Linked DNA regions of Mus musculus: region 2 is linked to region 1. Evidence: chromatin contacts called from public Hi-C data. All regions are on one chromosome and are shown on one strand. The core of a region is the stretch at or near the end of the contact, and the rest is flanking DNA. Distances in the headings are between cores, read along the strand shown.

Region 1 (6,498 bases), core at 488-2,987:
TGCTTGCCTGTGTGGAGTAGGTGGAGATGAGATTAACAATGGCAATTAGATGTGATTTTGCGAACTGCATTCTCACTAAATACCATACTTTGTAGTTCCTGTAACCCCTCTCTTCCCCACAAAGACAGAAGAAACAGCAATGTGCTCGAGAGTACCCCTCCCTTTCCTCACAGATCATTGAGAGGTGAAGCAAGCACACTCATTTTCAGGGGCTTCCCCAGATGTGTGGAGTGAGGGGATATGGTGACTGTGCCCTTCAAATTATGGATGAAAAAAAAAAAAGTACAGAAGGGAAGGAGACTTTAGGCAGGATTATTTTTGAATGAAAGATCAGATTAATGTTTTCCCTTCCGCTCACAGTCCCCGTTGGTCTGGTGTCATGTAGCATAGTGCGTCTATAGCACATGGTATTTAAAGACTAATGAATGCAAAGAGACTAATTTGGGGGCTGTTTCTTATATATGGTACTAGGAAATGCCTTGTTGGCAAAGCACACCTTGGGTAGTTGAGATCTCCTGTGTTCGTCTTTAGCTTTCCTTGTGATGTAGACTCATGACTGTAACATTTCATGTGTAAAATAACTGGATATTCTTCATATGATGGAAATAACCTGTGAATTCAATCTTTCACTAAGTGTTTTAACTACTGTGTATATATATCTCTCTCATCAATAAATGTAGATTGCAATTTCTCTTTGTAGTCGCCTATTCACTTTCATTGAAGTTTATTAGTTACAGAGTGTTAGTTATATCTTTAGTGGTATTTGTGGAAGAAGTTATGGACGGAAGTCTATGATACTTCAAATAAACACTTTCTGGAAAACCTCAGTACAGTATGCAGTAAAGTCACAGCTAATGAAGCAAATCTAACAGGATGTGTGTTATGATGGTTCATCTGTGAACCAGCCATGCTAAGGAGGCTTCCAAAACCCCTGTTCATTTCTTATCTAGGTGGCATATTAATCCCCATTTAGCTAGAAACACTATTCCTTTCTACCCTCATCCGGGGAATGTCTTACTTAATCCACACTGGGGGGCATCTCTCAAACCCCTGAGAGGAACACTGTGAGAAAGTGAGGTATAGCCGGGCATGGTGGCGCACGCCTTTAATCCCAGCACTCGGGAGGCAGAGGCAGGTGGATTTCTGAGTTTGAGGCCAGCCTGGTCTACAAAGTGAGTTCCAGGACAGCCAGGGCTATACAGAGAAACCCTGTCTCGAAAAAAAAAAAAAGTGAGGTATATTTGGGGCCATTTTCTAGGAGGTTGAAATGTCTGAGTTCAGGCGGCCATGGTCAGCATGTGCCTCGTGATGTCGTAGCAGGTAGGTAACATCACATGGAAGAAATCATACAAGAGTGGCCAGTGTGGTGGTTAGAAGAAGATAAACACAAGGCTGAGCAATTACAACCCATTTCCAAAGTCAAGTTATGAGACCTTACCCACTCCCGCGAAGCAGATGCTAATCTCTTTGGAGTAAGAGAGCCTGAGTGACCTAGTCATCTCTCACTATATCCAACCTCTGAAAGGACCTAAACTTATCAACATTTGCACACTTAGGACCAAGCTTTTAGCACATTAACCTTTGTGGGTAGGAGAGATCTACATACAAACCACAAGAGAAAGTATGGTGGAGACTGTCTCTATGTTTATCAATGCAGGTTAAAAGAAACACAGCAGAATCTGTACTCAGCCTCAGCAATCCCTCCCGAATGCTAGCTACCTCGAGTCTGCTTATGGTTCAATGGCCAAAGCATTGCTCTGTCTGTGGGGCAAGGAAGTACAACCTCATCAAGTGTATGGTAAGAAAAGGGAAATGAAATTTTCCCTTGAATTTCTTAAACAGTTCATAAAAGACAGTCAAACCATTTCTTAGTATTCTAGCACAGCAATTTTTTAGCCTTTTAAGAGAATTAGAACAATTATACCTGAGGAATAGCATGGCAGACATTAAAAGGTCATGTTAGAGAAATTAAATTCACAGCCTTCAATGGGATGATCACCACAGACATGGTGAGAGGCTTAAGCAATTTAAGTCCACCCAGATGTGACAGGCTCACATTTCACAGTGCAGGGCACCCACTGATCGATGGGATGCATTAGTTCCTTTCCATTCTGGAGAGAGGAAAGAAGTGCATATCTGATACTGAATGAGCAACATCCATAGATGCGACACAGCATGTCTCTTGTCACGAATGACAACAATTTGCTTAGATTGTTGGTGAAAATGAACACTTCATTTGATACTTTCGTCCCTTGGAGTTAAGTCTGCATCTCATCCACAGTAAAAATGGCACCAAAATCTCAATTTCAGAAAACATGCTACATGCTACTCAGTTGCCATTTTTTCTTTTAAGATGGCAAGCAGCCAAAATCAGAGTCCAAGTGAATGTTTCACACTTAGAATAGACATAAGTAAGCCAGTGTCAGCCAGTTCTCCAAAGGATGGCACAGACTAGGAGAGACTAGAGTGAAGCCAAGAATCCATCACTCCTGGATCATAGGTGAGAATCTATCAATTTGTGTGAGCCAAGTGTTGCTTTGTTAATGACGAAGAAGCAAGGAAAGAAGAAGAAAGTCTAATCTGGAGTGAATATAGAAGGACCAACTGTAGACCGGAAGTTAGGACTCTGAAGATTTCTGTAAACACGACTGTTAGTTTCCGTTACAGGAGGAAATGCCCTCTAGAAATCTACTTACAAAGAGAAGAGGTTTCTTTGGCTCGGGTTTGGAGGCCAAGGCTTATTGGTGCTTTTGCTTTGCGGCCTGTGCCAGTGAAGCACAACAGGGTAGGAAGCACCTGATGGAGCTTAAAGCTCCAGACTTTACGACTAGGTTGAGAAAGAGAGAACGGGGAAGAGGCAGGCTGCCACATTCACCTTCAGGGCATACCAAGTGCCAGAAGGGCTCTTAGCAGATCCGTGCCTCAAAGTTTCCACTGGTTCCCATTATTTCCAAGCCTTGAACACATGGGCCTTTAGGGGGACATTCCAAACCAACTTCAATAGGTCAACTCTTTGGCACACTTGAAACACCTGGTTTAAATTAGAAACTCTCCCAGCTTTTAACATTGAAATTTAAAGGCTTTCATCTAGGTAAACGAAGGTAAACTAAAGTGTGTGTGTGTGTGTATGTGTGTGCGCTCGCGCATGTACGAATACTCACAAGCACATATGCATGGTGTATAGCTTCACATTACAATAAGATAAATGTCCCCTAAATCTGAGCCATAATGCTACATGGAATGCAAACCTATATGACTCTTTTTTTACCCTGTATCCTCCTGACCCATACTCTGCTTCTTAATCAATAGTTTGCGTTTAGAGAGACGGTTCAGTAGGTAAAATACTTGCATACAAGCATGAGGCCCTGAGCTTGGATCCCCAGCAGCTTCATAGAGAACAAAGCTTAATGTCATATACCTGGAATTCCACTTCTGCAGCTGTAGAGACAGGAAGACTCCTGGCACTCATTTGCAAGTCAGTCTAACTGACAAGTAGTGAGCTCCAGGTTCAACGAGAAACCCTGTCTTGAACAATAAGGAAGAGAAACATAAAACATGACACTTGATATTGATCTCTGGCCATGTACACATGAGAGGCGGGAGGGAGGAAAGGTGGGAAGAGAGGAGGAAGAGTAGGGAGAGGGGAGAGGAGAGGAGAGAGGAGAGAGAGAGAAGAGAAAGAGAGAGAGAGAGAGAGAGAGAGAGAACTTCATGACTGGGATGAGAAGAGGAAGAGGCAGGCTCTCTCACAATCTCCCTTAAAAGCACGCCCCAGTGACCAAACCTAAACTCCTAAAGTAGCTTTGGAAGCTTATAAAAAAAAAAAAAGAAAGAACTGAGAACACATGTAGTCACATGCACTCCTTTTCCCCCTCTGCTCGGCACAGTGTTTCTCAGTCCATCCATAGCTGGCACTTGTAATATGATAAAATGGTAATATGAGGACATGTGAATATGCTGCATTTTGCTACTTGACTTCACTTGCCACATTTCTAGGTGTTTCTTCAAATAAAATGAAGCTGATGTGAACATCTGTCTGTATTTCCTGTGTGTATCCCCAGGACAGAGTGGATGCACTCTGAGACTTACCAATAACAGTGGTGATGATGATGATGATGCATATGTATGTGTAGCTGACGAGCTCTTGTTCAGACTCTCCATAACCTCCTCAGTGTGGGCCACCCTTAATGAACCTAGCAATCTAAACACTGTTGCCTGCTTTAGGGAGTCAGAGTCTCAGCAGAGACACCAAGGCGTGCAAAGACATTAACAGGAGGGGACTTAAGTTTAAAAGCAGAGACTCTCTTTCCTCGGACTGCACAGAACACAGATGATATTCATGAAGAATTGTGTGAGCCTGGCTCTCCTCTTCATTCTCATCTATTCATAAACTATCTCTCTCTCTCTCTCTCTCTCTCTCTCTCTCTCTCTCTCTCTCTCTCTCTCTCTCTCTCTCTCTCTCTCCTCTCTCCTCTCTCTCTCTCTCTCTCTCTCTCTCTCTCTCTCTCTCTCTCTCTCTCTCTCTCTCTCTCGATAATAGCTAGCTAGACAGGCCCTTCTTGATCCTTGATGTCTTTACTGAGTTAAATGCATAAAGCCTCATGGCTCTGCTGTTCACTGTCTTATGAAATGCCATTCCAGACAAAGTCACAAAAGATTCTGCCCAAGAACCGCCCATAGCTCCTTCAGCTACATTCCAACAAAGTACTACAAACTAGGCATTTAGAAACTACAGAAAATTGCTTCTTATCTTTCTAGAGGCTGGACATCTGATCCCAGGGGACAACATGGGTTCTGGGAAGGACACCTGTCGGGCTTGAAAGCTGTTGTCCTCTTTTGTGTCTTTATATGGAAGACAGAGGGCAAGAGACATCCCTGGAGTCCCTTTAACAAGGGACTGATCTCATTTGAGGGTTCTGACCTCTTGACCACTTTCCAAAGGCCCCACTTGCTGATGCCATCAGTGTGTCTGTTGGGATTTTTCCAAAGCACAACCACTAGGCTTATTGTAGTCTTACTGCCTGAGGATAGAGGATGGTATGTCATAAAGGACAGTGGCCTTGAAGAGGAAGCACTGTGGAGTGGCTGCCCCTGAAGCATGAACCTGTAGCTATCTCCTAAGCACAATGATTGTGAAGAGGAAGTGAGGCTCTGCGCACTGAAGAGCAGAGCCATCTAAGACAATGCTCAGCTATCTCTGGGGAGCTTCAGCAAGGTTTCATCAAATTTCTCAGCCCAGGCAAGAAGGCCAGGAGGCTGTGCGGCCCACAGAGTTGACGTGTGTCATTCAAGAATAGAAGACTGGGGAGTCCCTGGCAAAAATGAAAGTTCTTCTAGCTTTATCATTTCTTCCTGGTAGCTTAAAAAATAACTTATTTTACATGAATCAGTGTTTTGCCAGTATGCATATCTGAGTGAGGGTGTTACAGACAATTATGAGCTACCACGTGGGTGCTGGGAATTGAACCCAGGTCCTCTGGAAGAGAAGAAAGTGCTCTTATCTGCTGAGCCATCTCTCCAGCTCTCTTCCTCACAGTTTTGAAAGTTTGGTTAATCCATTCTCTCACTGAGGCAGTGAGGGGTCATAGCTCCGCAGTCCCTGTAAGGCAAACAGCCTAAGTGAGGATCAATGTCCGTGAAACTTGTCCACATGATATGAAAATGATATGACATTCACGCTTGGACACACGCACATTTGAAAGCAGAATGATGTAGTTGGCAAAGTAGACAAAGAAAATGTCTTCCACTGCTATTCCCTCCCTCCTCACCATTCTTCCGTTATTTAGGGTAACAAAATTGTAGTTTTCCACCTATTGTCTGGCCGGGGGTGGGGGTGGGGGAGAATCTAGTAGCTTTCAGTTAAGGGGGAATGCAAATGTATAGTTGCCCTCATTGGCTGCAAAACCAAGCTTTGCTGAGCTTCTCCAGGGCACCAGGATGCAGGTGGAGCATCCATGGTTTCTCACTGGCCTCCAGCTAAACTATTTATATTTTTTGGAACATAGGATTCCTTCCTCACCTGATACCAGGCCTCCTTCTCATCTCAGAGAGGAAGACGGAGGTCATACCCCACTGTGAGGTGATAAAGGACCTGGAGGGAGATGGAATATCTCAAGGCTACCTTGTGTCTTTTTGCAGACGAGGATACCAGCATCTTCATTTAAGTGAGCTAGTAGTAAGAGGAGTATTAGTCAAGGTTAAGTCCCGTGTCTTTTCACTGCTGTGGGGTCATCGAGTATTTATTTAGCCTTGCTTAATTCCTCCAGTTTGGTCTTTTCCCATCTACATCACCCAGGCATTACTGTATAGTCTTCACCTCAACTGCCCTCCTCCAAACCTGAGTTTTGCTGCCACACTTTGACCTCTACTGAACTAGTCAGGTATAATACGTCCTTTTCTCTAGAGAAGTTTCATGACCAATCTGAGGTCACATTGTCTGTTACTCAGGATGCCCTCCACTGCATGGCAAGGCTCTGTGCTCAGCAAAGAGGGAAGGCA
Region 2 (6,652 bases), core at 1-2,500, 570 kb after region 1:
AGAGTTCACAGCTAAGGGTTAGCAGACCTGGCATCTAAGCCTGAGTCATCTGGCTTTGTCACCCATCAGTGCACTGTGTCATAGCCCCACATCCATAGCCTTCCCCTGAGCTCTGCATTGGAGGCATATACAACAAAATCTATGTAGGGCAAGAAGATAATATTAAAACCGCTATGTGCTTCTCATCTTATCGTTTTCCATTTCTAGTTTAGAACATATTTATCTGCATGATAAAACACTATACAGTTGGTTAGTACAGTATTCATGGGCAGAGCTCACTTATTTTCTAGTAAAATTGCATAGTCAAAAAAGCTAGGAGACCACACTGCTCTGAACAAAACTAACTGACCAACACCACAGCTAAGCAGATGAAAAGTTATACAAAGTAGACCTGGGGAATACATTCCATGGGCACCATCCTGAGTCATGGTATTATATTCCAAAGAATGAAAGTCTCCATTGTGGCAAGTGATGAGAAATTACAGTGTATTTTTTACTAAGGCCCCTCTTTAAGTTGGTCAAGTAAAATGAGTTCACCAGCCTATGTATGATAGGGTGATTCTTTTTCTGATTATGGCAAGATGACCCATATCAGAAATGATAAGGAGATGTTAGCTGTCTGTTAAATTTATAACTGAAGGGATATATTTTGTTCTTTTCTTTGATCTCTATAAAAACTTCCTTAATTTCTTCCTTTAAAAGTAGATGCAGGGCTGAGGAAATAGTGCAGTTGGCAAGGTGCTTGCTGCACCAGCAGGATGATCTGACTTGGGATTCTCAACACACAGTAAAAAGTCGGGTATGTCATATGCCTGGAACCCCAGAACCAGGAAGTGAAGACAGGAGGATCTCTAAAGCTCACTGGCCAGGCAATACAGCCAGTTAATGAATTCCAGGCTCAATGAGAGACCATTTTTTTAAAAACAAAAAAACAAACAACGATGAATGATGAATGATTGACAAGGATACCCAGTGCCAGCCTCTGACCACAATACTCTAGTGCACACATATGAGCACACATAGACACAGGCACCAATGTTGACAGATACGCTAGTTTTATGTCAACTTGACACAAGCTAGAGTCACTGGAGGGGAGGGAGCCTCAGTTTAGGGAATGCCTCAATAAAATCAGGATGTAGGCAGTCCTGCGGGGCATTTTCTTAATTAGTGATTGATGTGGAAGGTCCCCACGTTGTGGGTGGTGCCACCCCAGGGTAGTTGGTCTTGGATTCTATAAAAAAGCAGGCTGAGCAGGTCAGTAAGCAGCACTCCTCTGTGGCCTATGCATGAGCTCTCTCTTGCCTCTAGTTCCTGTCCTGAGTTCCTATCCTGACTTCCTTCAAAAATGGACTACAGTGTGGAAGTGTAAGCCAAATACACCCTTTCCTCCCCAAGCAGCTTCGGTCATGGTGTTTCATCACAGCAATGGAAACCATAGCAAAGACATACATGGAGACTAAGGGTTTTCCTGTTGTTTTGCTTTTAAAGAATATTTGTCTTTTGGAGATACACGGTGCAATACTGCAATGACTTAATGTCAAGGGGTAGAAAAGAACATGAAAAGAACCAGCAAGAGTGAGGCTTAAAGACGGATATTTAGAGTACATAGTCTTACTCAACCAACCTTTGTCTGTGTGTTAAGTATTACAATAGTTTGAAATGAAAATACAATTTTTTATTTTTGAGACTATAATTACATTTCTCCTTTCCTTTCCTCCCTCCAGACCTCCCCTTTTACCCCTCCTTGCTCACTTTCAGATTCAGTCTCTTTTTAAATCAACTTTTATTGCATGAATATTTATGTATATACATGTGTAATCCTGAATACAACCCTCTTGGTCTGTATAATGTTACTTGTATGTGTGTTTTCAGGGCTGATCGTTTGATACTGGATAACTAACTGGTGTGTTCTTCCCCAGGGAAGATTATTTCTTCCACCTCAGCATTCATTAGGTGTGGGAAGTTCTTTGTGTAGGGTTGAGGTCTTGTGGGCTTTTCCTGGCCTGAATTAGCATATCTGTTGTTGTCCTTGTTCAGCTCCTGTGTAGGCGCATTGGTGAGACTTTATGGGTGTATCATCTGACATTGCTAGGAGACACAACCTTATAGCAAACATGGTCCTATGGCTCATAATCTTTCTGCCCCCTCTTCCACAATGTTCCCTCGGGGTTAGATGCTCCAGTGCTTTGTAGATAGCACAAAGCAAAATCAAAAGAGGCAATGTAACAACTTGATGAGAACCTTTATCTCATTGATAAAGAAGGAATGAATGTGGGTTCATTCACGGAAGTTCTTGTGTGTCTTCTCACATCTGCATATCAGAAACCGCATATCAAAGCAAACACGCTTATGCCATTTGCTATCGTGACAGAAGGAGCTTTCATCTACAAATACAATTGAGAAAGAGAAAATGAAGTCATTACTGTACACCAGAAAAAAAACAGGGAAAGGAACAAATATGTAAATGTGGATGACAGGACTTCCAAAGTCAGCCATGCATAATCTCTCCCTCTCCTGGGGTGGAGACTGAACCCTCCAAATCCATCTGGAATCCAACTGCCATTGCTCAGGAAGCCGGGAGTCCATCTGAGGGATATGGAACACATCTCAAGTACAACAGTGAAAGAAGACCAGAGTGCTCACAGGGCCATAGAGACAGCTCTGCCTTTACTCTTCCACCCTGGGGTAATTCATCTGTGGACTGGTGGAATACTGCAGACATGGTAGGTAAGACCAGTTACAATAGCCCATAGCTACTGAAAAGGCAAGAACTCACTCCCCAAAGGAACACTCACCTGTTGGCCATAGCACCGCTCCAAGAAATAAGAGCCACCTAGCCAAGAGGCCTCAGGGAAGAGTCCCTTCCTGGGTGCAGCCTCTGAGTTCCCTCCAACCTTTTGTGCTCTGAGTAAGAATTTCCACACCCAGAACCCAGTTCCAGTTACACCCCAAGATAGCATCAAAATGATAGGTAAGTATAAGCCCAGCTTTCTGGCCAGGTAGCCAAAGCACACAGTGCCACGGGGGAGAAAATGGGCTGATTCAGATCTGCACTGGCCATGACGTCTTCTCAAAGGCCAGCTGAAGGCAGCTGGGAGCCCTGTTCAGCACCCGTCAGATTATGCTACCAAGAAAGAGCTGGGAGAAGCCCAGCGCTGCTCATTGTGACACAGCCTTTCCCTGGAAGGGAGAGGACAAGCCACCTCTCCGTGACGTTTGAGATGAGCCCAGCTGATGTGGGAACCCAGGGCCCCTGGGTCTCCACAGGGAAAGACCAATCCTAAAGTTACAAGTCAGAGGTGGGCGAGTTTTAACTAGTGTCACCCCCTCCCAAGTAAAGGCAGCAAGAGAAATTTGGGGTAGGAGACAGAGACCCAGTAACCTCCATGATCAAAATTCCAAGTTGGCCCCCAAATAAGCATGTAATCTCAAAGAAAAGATGGCATCTGAGCACGGTGCATTTTAATTAAACCTAATGATGATTGAATTTAGCACCCTGGATTCTTTTCTTCACTTTTGGATATCATTGGCATCTTTTTGTATGCATTCTGTCTATGAACATTGTTTAAACAGCTGAACATTATCAAATGTAGTGACCATATCACCAGTATTTCTAAATGCCTGCCATTTTTAAAAGGTATTATGGGTCAGGAAGATAGCTCAGTTGGCAAAATCCATGCCTTGTAGCAAAGACCCAAATTCTATCCCCTGAACACATGTAAGAAAACCAGCCATGATGTGTTGGTGAAGGCCAGAGCAAAGTTGTTATTCCTTGAGGGCCCCCTTTTATCTGAGACAATGTCTCTCACTGGGACCTGGGCCTCATCAAGTAGGCTAGGCTGAGTGGGCCAGGAAGCAGGGGAGACCCACCAGTCTCCACGCCCCCCAGAGCTGAGATTACAAGCATACACCATCATGCCTGACTTTCTTACGTGGGTTCAAGGATGGAAGCATTCTGCCAACTGAGCTATCTCCACAATACCTTTTAGCACTGTAATTGTTTAAAGACACTGGGAAAAGAATACTATAAGTGATAAAAATCCCTCAATTTGACAATGTTTAACCATTTAAAATAGTTCTATGATACTCTATGATATTCATAGAATGCATATAAAAAGATGCTTATGATATCAAAAAGTGAAAAAAATCAGGATGCTAAATTCAACATTTATTAGGCTCAATTCCAATTTCGTTTTCATTTTTTCTTTTCATTTTTTACTAGACTATTTAGCTGGTCTTCATGTGGGTCCCCTAACAATTAGAGTGGGGTGGAGGGCTGAGGGCAGGCTGTCTCAGACTCTGTTGCCTGCCATTGTATCCACTTCCCCTATCTAGTCTGCCTGGTCTGGCCTCAGTGGGAGAGAATGGGCTTAGTCCTGCTGTGACTTGATGCCCCAGGGCAGGGAGATACCCAAAGGGGGCTTCCCCTGGAGAAGAGGAGGGAGAAATGGGGAGGGGAGATTTGTGAGGGTGGGACTGAGAGAAGAGGAGGAAGCAGGGCTGCAACAGGGATGTAAAGTGAACAACTAAATTAATTAATAAAAGGAGAAGGTCTAGCTGGATGGTGGTGGTGCTCATCTTTAACTCACCCCCAAAACCTCCCACAGAAACAGACAGACAAAAAGGTTTATATATCTTATATGAACCAATGAAAAAGAAAAGGCACCACATTATGATACAAATGTCTGGAAGTGATCCCACTTTAACAACACCTGGACAACCACATTCCTAAAGGCCCAAAGCCCTGACTCCAATCACTGGACCCCACATGGTGGGAAGAGAGAACTCATTTCTACAAATTGTCCTCTGGCTTGTATGTGTATACCACAGCATGCACACACACCCACACAAACACAAAATAAATTTTAAAATATAATTAAGAAAAAATAGACAGCTGGAAGCTAAAGCCATACTCACAAAGTAAAACAGAAATTACTAGGGATGGGGCTAATGAAGAAAGGGGCAAGGTTGCCTAATGGGTAGTGAGTTTTAGTTTGGGATATTGGAAAGTCTCAAGTGGTTGGCAGTAGTAACTGCACAACAGTGTAAATATAGTGTGCCACTAACATACATATTCAAACATGGTTAAAATGCTATATCGTATATATTTACCACAAAGAAGAAAAACCACTCTGAAAATAACTAGAAGGAAAAACTGTAAAGTCAAAAGTTAAGGCTACTGTGTTTGGAGGTGCATGTGTGTGTCTGTGTGTGTCTCTGAATGTGTGTGTGTCTCTCTCTGTGTATATACATGTACACACACATACATGTATTATGTGGGGGGTGTCTGTGTGCGAATGTGTGTATGTGTCTGTGTATGTGTGTGTTATTGTTACCTGTTTTGTATACCAGGTCTTACTATGCAGCCCAGGCTGGTCTCAATTCACCATCCTCCTGTCTCAACCTTTTGAGTGCTATGATGACAGAGATGAGCCTCCATGCCCAATCTATGTGATTTTCCTCCCTATAGTTTTCTGTGTATTCTAGAATGTATACAGTAAATATACTTACTGATCATAAAAAATTCAACAAACTATCATGTTTCTCAGGGATCCTCAGCAACCACCCTAGCAGATTCTGGGAGCTGGTTGGCAAGTCAGTCTAGCCAATGGGCAAGCCATGCATTCATTGAGAAGACCTTGTCTCAAAAAGCATAAGGTGGAGAGAATAAAGGAAGCCATATAACGCCAACCTCTGGTGTCCATATGCATCCCACACTCGTGCACCCACACAAACATGGACACTCATTCATACACAGATACAAGATTCCTGGAAGATCCTATAGCCAACCCGCAAATTTTCCCTACGTTCTACCTGTCGATATTAGGACCCCGGGACTCTGAAACTCTGATGCATAAAGGACTTGTTTAGACTCAGGAGATGGGACACCCTAAGGTAGGAAAGTTTGAATCTTCTATTTTTTTATTTTTAGGCAAGTTTTTAATGATCTAATATTACTCCTGTTCATTTCTATCATTTACAATCCTAAACTGCCTAAAGCACCTATGTCTCCCACACTCTGGTTGCTTTTCACTTCAAATGAGACAATAGAGTATGCAGAGGACCGTGTGGAAGTGCTGGGGAGACCGTCACTGAATGGGATAGTGAAGCATTCTGTGAGGGGTATTATATGCTACCTTCCATAGTCTTCCTCCATGCCCATACCCGGCTCACTTGAACTTGCCCTGATTATCACCTTAGTGATCTTTGTACTCCCGAAGAATGGAAGAATCCCTTAGAGAATGTCATCCTCAAGACATCTTCATAAGCCCTCTGCTAAGTCCACTGAAACAAAGGAAAGCCCTTCTGGAATCCAGTGCCTCATAATTACGGAACAACGCCTCATTAGTAATAAAGAGGATGTGGAGCACTGTGAGGGCTCAGCTGAGCTCTGGCTGAGAGCAGAGAACCAGCTTGGTCAGTGGAGGAGACAAATAGATACCATGAGTCAGTGCTGTCTACCCTGAAAGCTCTCAGCTACAGAGGACCTTCTGCAACCAGCACACAGCTGCCATCCAAGCTTGCCACACTAAAACTCCATAGAAAGAAGCAACTTCAGGGCAGGCAAGTTAACTCAGATGGTAAAGTGCTTTTCCATACAAGCAGGAGACCCTGAGTTCAACCCCTAGAGCCCATGTAAAGAGCCAGGATA

Evidence for each region. A called contact is a pair of places that touch in the nucleus more often than the background predicts.
Region 2: a Hi-C map of the G1E-ER4 cell line shows a contact between it and region 1, with 2.4 times the contacts expected there. The contact joins two enhancer-like sites. A contact is called at or near these places in 20 of 484 Hi-C or Micro-C datasets (the G1E-ER4 cell line, the HPC-7 cell line, LSK cells and 16 more) and 2 of 115 datasets of contacts at active chromatin or transcription factors (astrocytes and pancreatic cancer cells).

What each region holds. Positions count from the first base shown.
Region 1 is chr2:102,790,089-102,796,586 of GRCm38.p6, forward strand. Slc1a2 (solute carrier family 1 (glial high affinity glutamate transporter), member 2) reads left to right here. Exons shown (of 11, transcript NM_001077514.4): 11 at 1-696. Among named protein-coding and RNA genes, the nearest start is that of Gm13872, 47 kb to the left of the region's middle. Within about 2 kb of position 1,738, at least 5 of the 459 cell types and tissues checked have an H3K27ac peak or open chromatin away from gene starts, as enhancers often do. A contact at or near this core is called in the G1E-ER4 cell line, where this site is marked.
Region 2 is chr2:103,361,916-103,368,567 of GRCm38.p6, forward strand. All of the region lies in intron 1 of A930006I01Rik (RIKEN cDNA A930006I01 gene), which reads right to left. Among named protein-coding and RNA genes, the nearest start is that of A930006I01Rik, 7.5 kb to the right of the region's middle. Within about 2 kb of position 1,251, at least 6 of the 459 cell types and tissues checked have an H3K27ac peak or open chromatin away from gene starts, as enhancers often do. A contact at or near this core is called in the G1E-ER4 cell line, where this site is marked.